Linked DNA regions of Sus scrofa: region 2 is linked to region 1. Evidence: chromatin contacts called from public Hi-C data. All regions are on one chromosome and are shown on one strand. Each heading gives the region's core, a stretch centred on a gene start, on an enhancer-like site or on the middle of the called end of the contact. The rest is flanking DNA. Distances are from core to core; before and after follow the strand shown. Region 1 overlaps NCEH1 (neutral cholesterol ester hydrolase 1). Region 2 holds the start of ECT2 (protein ECT2).

Region 1 (4,950 bases), core at 988-3,487:
TGCTGTACATTGGCATTTTATCTTTGAAAAAAATAAATTAAATCTTCCTTTTCCCTGAAGTCTTATGGTTCTAGTATATTTGTATAAACTACAGGTAAAGAAGAGCTAAACTGCACTGAAGTTTATGAAAACAAGCTTATGAATATAAACGACCTTCCCAGATTATGTAAATGAGGATATATCCATGTATCTTGGGTATTGTAAAATGAATTCTTTCATATATTTAACAAATATGTATTGTGCAATTAATATTTAAGTGTCTCATCATGTTGCAGAAGCTGCTGAAGAGAAATTACGGCCTATTTTTATACCTTGCATCTTTGTCTACTTATTGGATGTTGGTAATGGATCTGTCCCAGAATCTTGAGTCAACACCAGTGACATGAACTCAGGAGTTACAGCTCCTGATGTTGTTTCACATGAAGTGACTCTATTACCAGGACTGGCCCAACCTTTGCCCACCCAGCTTCCTCAGATTATATATGACTCTGTGGTTATGTAGAATCTATTATTACATTACATAATATATATTACACCCCACATGTCGCAAAGCCATGACCACTACCCACTCCTGTTGACCTTGAGGATAAGCCTGAGGAGCAGCTGTAGGAGAGGTAATTCCAGGAGAACCAAGGATCCACAAACCTCCCTGAAGGCTCTCAGGATCATCTATCCTTATTTCTTACTTTCCTTCATTATTGCCAGAAGTTAGGTGAAAGATATATGTGATATTCTGAAATGACATTACACTTCTATTTGATTCAGGAGTGAGAAAAAATCAACATTTCTTTTCCGGCCTTTTTTTTTTTTTTTTTTTTCTTTTTTTTCTTTTTCACCATCTCCCAAGAAGAGCTCAGGAGATTCACCTAATGAACATTTTTAAGGTTAATATTCTCCTCAGTCTTAAAGAACCCACAGGTTCAGTAGGGGTAACCTGAAACAAATCAACAATTACATTCGTATTGTGCTATTTGAGGGAGACAACCCCAGAGGAAGAACCTATTCATTCCTCTAGCAGGTAGAAGCTTCCTTTCCATTAAAAGAACATACAGCAGGAGTTCCCGTCATGGTTCAGTGGTTAATGAATCTGACTAGGAACCATGAGGTTGCGGGTTCGATCCCTGGACTTGCTCAGTGGGTTAAGGATCCGGCATTGCCGTGAGCTGTGGCATAGGTCACAGACGCGGCTCGGATCCTGTGTTGCTGTGGCTCTGGCATAGGCCAGTGACCACAGCTCTGATTAGACCCCTAGCCTGGGAACCTCCATATGCCATGGGTGGAGCCCTAGAAAAAAGACAAAAAGACAAAAAGAAAAAAAAAAAAGAACACACAGTAAAATTGCATAAAAGTGGAATTGTCGTGAATGGATGTTTGTTTCCCTTTACATTTGTCCAATGAGATCTGTGCATAAAGCCTGGAAGGGGATTCCCTTCTGTTTCTACTCTCAAAACTGGCCCTTGAGATAGCTTTGACTACCAGTCATTCAGAAGGGAGAGCAGAGCTTAGTGCTCTCTGCCTCCTCCCTTCCTCCCAAGCCCTCTCATTACACCCTTTTGGACATCCATGACCAACTCACTCTGTCTAACTTGGTTGTGCTCTTTCTTAGGAGTTCAATTCAAACCTCAATTCTGAGCCTTCAAACTAGGTAAGTTCTTACCTATTAGATGCCTCTGTTATTACTACCCTTTCTACTTCACATCACCTGTCACACTCAGCATTGCTTGTTCAAGGTTTGCTGTCTCATCTGGACTGTAAACTGCATGAGAGCAGAAACTATATGACTATATGACATTGGCTGTACCTCAACTAAAGCATGAGTGATGTAGCTCTTTGTGGGCTGGCTGGCCCAGATGGATCCTAATCACCTTATCATTATTTCTGCAAAAAAAAAAAGTACTGTGAGTTCCAAATACACAGATGATAAACAAATTTGTAAGTTGGACCTTTCTTCTATTCTATAGTCTAGAGCACTAATCCTCCAGACTTGTCTAGTGCTTTAGAGTACCTGAAGCCCTTTTATCTCAAATGTTCAAAATGATTCTCATAACAACTCTTTGAAGTCATTAACCCAACTCAAAATATACTTATTTAACACACATGTTCAAGCCTTATACCCAGGTGCTGGGGACCCAAAGGAAAGAAGATATGATTTCTGTTCCCAGTAGGGAGGGATTCCTAACCCTTCCTTTGCACATGGGGTTAAATGACTTATCTGAGATTATACAGCCTTGAGTAATGGTACATGCCCACTGCTATGATGCTAATCTGCTGATATACTGGATGCTACGGTGAATAGATTTGCACAGTGGGGAGTGAAGATAAAAGCAGGCCCCTTTTAAAAATATATCCTTAAAAACACCCTGTTTTAGAGTTTCCTGGTGGCTCAGAAGGTTAAGGACCTGGTGTTGGCACTGCTGTGGCAAGGGTTTGATCCCTGGCCCCACAACTTCTGCATGCCTCAGGTAGGGCTAAATTAATTAATTAATTAATTAAACACTTTGTTTAAAAAAGAAATCCTGTTTTATGATAAGCCTAGACTTAAAATAACACCTGTTTAACTGGAGACAGGTGTTGACAGGTGGAGAAGGGCATGCAAGAAGAGTTAAGCATGTTGTCAGTTGCTTAGATTAGCCCTGGAGGATAAGGTTTGTGTGGAGAATCCTCATGGTGCCAATAAAGCAAGTCTACCCTGCCTCCTTTTCTTGGGCCTGGGAAGAGCTGGAGCTACACAGGAAACCACTGAAGAGGCCATGAGGCTGGTTCACCAGCACCCAGCTACAGAGCCTTGCTCCATAATGGGGTTCAGCTACTTAAACAACCCCTGCCTTCCTCTGGCCAACTGCCTAGCCAGATGATACAATCATTTGCTTGAAGGTCCCTGCATTACAAAATTGCACCAAGGGCCCTTGAGTGATCAGGGAGGCCCAGCTGAGGATTCAGGGCAGCCTGGGAGCTGTCCAGAGCTTCCCAGAACCAAATCTGCTGAGGAGGCAGCCCCAGCACCACTCTGATTCCAAAGGTCCTGTTCACAGAGTCAGAGGAGCCAGCCTTTCCAAGAGAAGCAAGAATTCTCTTAGGTCTCAGATATGGAGTAGGGGCAAGGACAAGATGAGCTATGAATGGGAGCACAGAGGGAAGGGGACAGCTGGATAAGCTTGGGGCATGGAAAGTGGGTGATATTGCCATAACCCTGTCACTCAGCATCCTTAGCTTCCCTCAATATTAGTTTGACACTGAGTCAAAGAGGCATAGTGAACTGGGGAGCAATTCCACCTAGCTCAATTCCCCACTCTATCTATGTGACTAACTAGCCATGTGACCTCAGGCAGCTCACTTAACCTTTGGGTTCTCAATTTCCTCATTTATGAGGAAAATATCAAAATTTTTTTTTGTCTTTTTTTTTTTTTTTTAGGGCCGCACCCATGGCATATGGAGGTTCCCAGGCTAGGGGTCCAATCAGAGCCACAGCTGCTGGCCTACTCCACAGCCACAGCAACATGGGATCCGAGCCACATCTGTGACCTACACCACAGCTCACGACAATACCAGATCCATAACCCACTGAGCGAGGCCAGGGATCGAACCTGCAACCTCATGGTTCCTAGTCAGATTTGCTAACCACTGAGCCACTACGGGAACTCCATTATCAAAATATTTATATTGGCGATTTTATATGAGAATTAAACAAGATTCTCCATTCATTTACTCATTCTGTAAATACTAATTAAATGCTCTTTTGGTGTTCTGAGACTAAATTCCAACCTCCAGCAAGCAATGATCCAGACACCAGCTGGGTGTCCTATATTTCAACTCATTTCTGACAATCTCTACCTAGAAATATCATCAGATTCCACAGATTAAGGGTTCAGTCCTACAAAACTATAGGACCCCTCAACTTCAGATATCAGTCCGAAGGTCAGGTTATCACTTGCTTCTCACTAACTGGCTATAGATTGCTAAATTTCCAACAATCCCCTCCAACTCAGGGTGCCAATCCCAAGTCCAGGTTGTTACCTGTACTTTTGACCACCTGGCTAGAAATCGGAGCTTCCCACAACCTCCTCCTCAGGTTCAATTAATTTGCTAGAGCAGTTCACAGAACTCAGGGAAACATTTTACTTACTACATTACTGATCTGTTATAAAAGGATACAATTCAGGAACAGTCAGATGGAAGGGATGTGGAGGGCAAGGTATGTGGGAAGAGGCATGGACGGTCAATGCCTGCTCCAGTGCTACTCTCCCCAAGTCTACACATGTTCACCAAGTGGAAGCTCTCCATACCCTGTCCTTCGGGGTTTTGTGCAGGCTTCATTACAGAGTCATGATGGCTTCATCACTAGCCATTAGCGGCTGATTCAACCTCCAAGCCCTCTCCCCTCCCTGGAGGTCAGGAGGCAGAAAAGTTCCAACCCTCTAATCACAGGGTTGGTTCTCCTGGCAATCAGCCCCCCATCCTTAGGCACTTCTAAAAGTCACCTCATTTACATAACAAAAAGCACTTTTAACACTCTGGAGACTTAGGAAATTTCAAGGATTTGGGGGAGCTGTGAGCCAAGGACTTTGGACAAAGACCAAGTATATGCAAAAAATAGAGTTTGTCATCTGAATGACCAAATATATATTTCTTACAGATCATAATATCACAAATGTCCACTATCAGCTAGGGACATTGCCAAACACTGATGACAGCTATGAACAGAACCGACAAAAATCCCTAAAACTCTACCTTCATGTAACTTATATTGTCTATTTCTACCCAATACAATATAATAAGTTAAATATATGGCCTGCTGGATGTTGATGACAATTCTGGAGAAAATGAAGCAGAAGAAAAATGGACTGCAGTTTTAAGTACGGGTCAAGGAAGTGCTGTTGAGAGAATGATATTTGAGCAAAGATCTGAAGGAGGAGAGACAATGTTCATTATAGCACCTGCACAATGCCTGCC
Region 2 (4,950 bases), core at 1,138-3,637, 89 kb after region 1:
TTTGTCTTTTCTAGGGCCACTCCTGTGGCATATGGAGGTTCCCACGCCAGGGGTCTAATCAGAGCTGTAGCCACCAGCCTACGCCAGAGCCACAGGAACTCGGGATCCTTAATCCACTGAGCAAGGCCAGGGATCGAACCCGCAACCTCATGGTTCCTAGTCGGATTCGTTAACCACTGCACCACGACGGGAACTCCAACATAACAATTTTAAATGGTTTATTCTTTCAAGGAACTTCTTATTTTGATCTACCTATCTATCCTATAAACAGTTTTGTCCCCTTGACAATGAATTCAATGAAGGCAGAGGCTAACATTTATCATAAAGAATCTTGGCTGAGACTTGCCTTAGAAGAGAACAGAACCCTGGCCGTGGGCAGTAGCAAGAGGGCTGTATCTTCTAGACAAGCACAACAGGCTTTCCCTTAGAAGAGAGAGATTAAGTTTGGTTCAGAGGGACTGTCCTGTCTCTAGCAGGAAAAGAATACAATGGAGGTCTTTGTTGGATCAAGCTTTGTCTGTTGGGGGTTGGGGGTCGGGTGGGATTTGGGGAAGGGTAGGGCAAGGGGAACAGAAACAGGTGCCATGGCTTCTGTGGTGAGGTGTAAGAAGGCAGTATAGAGAACCATCCATTACATCTGGAAATTAAAGGGCCTCAGCTGAGATAACAGTAATGGTACTAGCAGCATCCACAGTACCAGTAAAAGTAGTAGAATTACTAACAGCTAACATCTATTCAATGTTTCTTATATGCCAGAATATGTTTTAATTACATATATTAACTTTTTTATGTAAACTTTTATATAAACTTTTTTATATAAACTCAAACCAAGGCATAGGGAGGTTAAATAACTTGCTTGAGGTTACATGCCTAGAAAATGGAAAAGGATGTAACATAGTTAGGAAATGTTAGAAGACTGTATTACTTGTTTATTTGCTAGTCAAACTGCCATATAACCCTGAAAAGGAAATCAAGCACAGCTTTTGTTAAGCTAGTACACAATTTGCATGGTGATATCTTATGGGCAATTATTAGATTTGGGCGCAAACCCTAAAAGGGATCAATGCACAGGTTGCTTTCTTCACTAGCTTAATACATTTTCAGTGATGAGGCTTTTTGGAATGCTGGGGCACACCCTAGTTGAAGTATGCAAGCACATTCCAAAGTGAAATTTCAATTACTGGTTTTCTTTTCTTTTGCCCTAACAGTTATCATGACATTAAATGAGGGGCAGACTGTAAGTATTCTTCAATTATAAAGGGAAACAAATAATTACCAGACTGTTTCTTTCATTTTGTGGAATGTGTTATAAACTTCTTAGGCTTTCTAAGTGACCTGACAAAATTAGGAAAAATTCTAAATCCTGACGACCCTTTCAGTTGTGCAGAAGTGTTACATTCCAAAATACACGTTTTCCTCCTCTTATGAAAATTTAAGCTTCCAGCAATAGATTGTCCTTTCTTCCTTTATTTAAACCAAGGATTAGGTAGGGACTATGCAAAACTGATCTTTGGGAAGCAAATTTTTAAGAGGTTGTATTACAGGGCATTATATTTAGAAATGAAGAAAATAAAATATTTTCATTATAGCAATAGTAATTACTGGAAAAACAAATTCTTGGCTAGACCTCAGAGGAAAGGAGCAAATCTCAGGGTGTGTGTGTAGGGGGAGGGGGGCAACTGGAAGCAATTTACTTTAACTCCAGGAGATTCTAGAATCTCGTAATATATTTTTACAACTGTTCAAGTGCAAGAAGGGAGAGAGGGAGGGAGGAAGGGAGAGAGGGAGGGAGGAAGTCCTGGAAACACTAAGAATTTATTTTTCTAATCACCGGTGAAATTCCTTAATCCAGACACACTTGCTTTGCATAAATCAGGATTTAAATAAGCGGCTGCTGATTTGAAGTCCACCTGGAGTGCCGGCGAGTTCCCTTGTCCTCAGCCCTGCCAGGCCAACACAGTAACCAAACCCCAAACTCCACAACCAAACTAAAAATTTAAAGCAAAAAGTTTACAAGCAGAAAACTCTTAAAGAGCTCACAAGAAGCAATGGGGGAAAATTCATCTATCAAGGCACTGATTAAGTTTAAAGGATTTGGTGAAAAAGTTTTTTTTGAGGAACTTAAACCTTCCTTACGAAATAGGATGTTTACTGAAAAAACAAGCGGTAGCCATAGACACACCTGCTACTCCCACAGAAGCCCAGTAGCCACTACCGCCATCTTCTGGTCACATCCGGGCACTTCTTTACCCATTCCCGACGTTCCGACGTCGGAGCCGTTGGGTTTATTTGAAACACACGCACAACCAATCAGTCGGCGCTTGCGGGGAGGTGGGCGGAGAACAGCGGCCAATCACCTCCCCCTAGAGGCTCCAGCCTATGGGAGGGAGGTTGACATCACGCGCCAATCGGCATGGCTTTTGGAGAGAGCGGTTTGCTTTTTTGAATTGGCAGTGGCCGCCGGCGAGGAATGGCGGTAACGGTGAGAAGGCTTGGTGTTTGAAGTGGTGGAACTTTCAGGGCGTCTTTAGAGCGTGGTGAGGGCTCTGTAGGTGTGGGAGGCGGAGGTGGGAATGGGTTGGCGATCCCGGAGCAGCGGGCCGCTCAGTTCGTGTCCCAGGGCCCCGCCCCGGTGACCGCGAATTCCGGAGCTCCCAGCCCAGGTTTCTCGGCTTTGGGAAACTTTCGGCCGGGTTGCCAACAGCGGGGGCCGGGAGGAGGAGTGGGAGCCCGAAGTCCACCTGGCTGCTAAGCTTCACCGGTCACCGAATTGGATGCTTTCTGTTAAAGAGGTTCTAGGCGAAGGGGGCAGCTGTTGGGAGGAGGGTCTTGGAGAGCCGCACTGGCCGCTGTGGTTCTAGGGGCCGGCAGCTGCGGCCTTTGGGAGCTTATCTCAGATTACTTAGTGGTTTCCCTTTTGGATTCTTCTCCGGCGTCTTCTCTGTGGGAAGTTTAGTTTCTAGTATTTCTGTAAAACGCCCGCCCATTTGGCGCCCCACGCTGGGTACAGATAAGTATGGTTTAGTGGTTCAAAAAGTGCAGCCTCGGGACTCAGCCGGGATTTGAATCCTTGTTTTGCTACTAACAGTTTGACCTGGGGGGTGTTGGTCTCTCTGCTTTAGGTTTCTTGATCTAAAAAATGGATATGGTAATAGAACCTGCCTCTTAGAATTGTCGCAAAGATTAAACGCAAGTTAGATGTTTAAGGACACTGTCTTAAGATTTAGAACAATGCCGCATATTAAGTTACTTGTTAATCAAGTGTCATATATGTTAGCAATCACGTTATTGTCAGTAACACCACCAATAAAACCAGTAGGGCATTTAGCTCCTCCACCCTGACAGATGATTGCCTAAAAAAAAAAAGTAAAAGAAAACAAAGTGAATATTTAAATGACAGCTTTTATCTTCGTGATGAAAAGAGGCATGTGTTGTAGTATGTATTTATCAGAAGCTCCTTGAGTATGTGCTCAGTTGAGAAATAATCTGTATGAGTTTATAAACACTAATTCTTTTGTGTTTATTTAAAAACTTACAGAATACATGAATGTGAAAATGCCATTAGTGTATTTCAGTCTGTAATCAGACTGTTGGTTGTTGTGTCATCAGTTTACTATACAGCTCTTTCTAAATTTTAAAGCTGTTTTGGCAATAAATTGGTCATGTACAGTTATCATCACAGACAATTTCAAATTTTTTTTTTTCTCTTTATGGCCACTCCTGTGGCATATGGAGCTTCCCAGGCTAGGGGTGGAATCAGAGTTGTAGTTGCTGGCCTACACCATAGCCATAGCAACACAGGATCCCAGTAGGTCTGTGACCTACACCGGCAGCGCTGGATCCTTAACCAACAGAGCAAGGCCAGTAATGGACCCTGTGTCCTCGTGGATACTAGTCAGATTTGTTTCCGCTGAGCCAGGACGGGCTCAACAATTTTAATTTATAACCGCCCACCTGTTAAACAGAGAAGCATAGGTGAAAAATATAAACTCAGGGTGTTTTTGATTTATTAAGGTCTCCCTCCTCCATTCCTTAAAGCAGGCTAATTCTTTTCTTTCTTTCTTTCTTTTTTTTTTTTTTCTTTTTAGGGCTGTGCTTGCTGCATACAGCATATGGAAGTTCTCTGGCTAAGGATAGAAACCTGCTGGCCTACTCCACAGCCATAGCAATGCCAGATCCAAGCCTTGTCTGTGATCTACGCCACAGCTCAAGGTAGTGCTGGATCCTTTAACCCACTGAGCGAGGCCAGGGATGGATGCTAGTTGGGTTCGTTACCACTGAGCCACAGGGGAACTCCGGCTAGTTCATTTCATTTTCTTTTTAACATTCTTTTGGGGGAATTTTAAATGAAAGCCTATTTAAAGCCTTTCTTTTTCATTGGAAACATTTAAGTGTAAGAGAGTTAACAAAAAAAATAAGGGCTGTAAAGAATTTATCATTGATTCTAAGTAAAGACTCTTGTTAACAACTATTGGTGCACTCCTTTGGAGAGCCTTAGAGTAATGATAGACATGGATGTACAGTAAGACAATAAATGATGTCCACACTTACAATAGTATATGAGAATGATAATTGTCACTCATTTAAAAACATCTAGGGAGTTCCTCTTGTGACTCAGTGGTAACGAACCCGACTAGTATCTATGAGAATGCGGGTTCCATCCCTGGCCTCGCTTAGTGGGTTAAAGATCTGCCTTTGCTGTTAGCTGTGGTGTAGGTCACAGATGGAGCTTGGATATGGCATTGCTGTGGCATAGGCCAGTAGCTGCAGCTCCTATTCAACCCCTAGCCTGCTAACTAACTATGTTGCAGGTGTGGCCCTAACAATAAAAATAAAATAAAATGAAAACATCATCTCTTCAGTGTTTATCAGATTTGTATTTGAGTTATTCTGTTATCTCTCTTACTGAATGTAGCAACTAAGGCTCTGAGGCTTAACCTACTAATTGCA

Evidence for each region. A called contact is a pair of places that touch in the nucleus more often than the background predicts.
Region 2: a Hi-C map of fetal liver shows a contact between it and region 1, with 1.8 times the contacts expected there. The contact joins the promoter of ECT2 here to the enhancer-like site in region 1. A contact is called at or near these places in 10 of 47 Hi-C or Micro-C datasets (alveolar macrophages, blood, embryonic fibroblasts and 5 more) and 2 of 2 datasets of contacts at active chromatin or transcription factors (alveolar macrophages and skeletal muscle).

The regions. Positions count from the first base shown.
Region 1 is chr13:111,157,389-111,162,338 of Sscrofa11.1, forward strand. The region is part of intron 3 of NCEH1 (neutral cholesterol ester hydrolase 1); the gene reads right to left. Among named protein-coding and RNA genes, the nearest start is that of NCEH1, 47 kb to the right of the region's middle. Within about 2 kb of position 2,238, at least 1 of the 83 cell types and tissues checked has an H3K27ac peak or open chromatin away from gene starts, as enhancers often do. A contact at or near this core is called in fetal liver, where this site is marked.
Region 2 is chr13:111,245,828-111,250,777 of Sscrofa11.1, forward strand. It overlaps ECT2 (protein ECT2), which reads left to right and starts at 2,388. Exons shown (of 26, transcript XM_021069804.1): 1 at 2,388-2,537.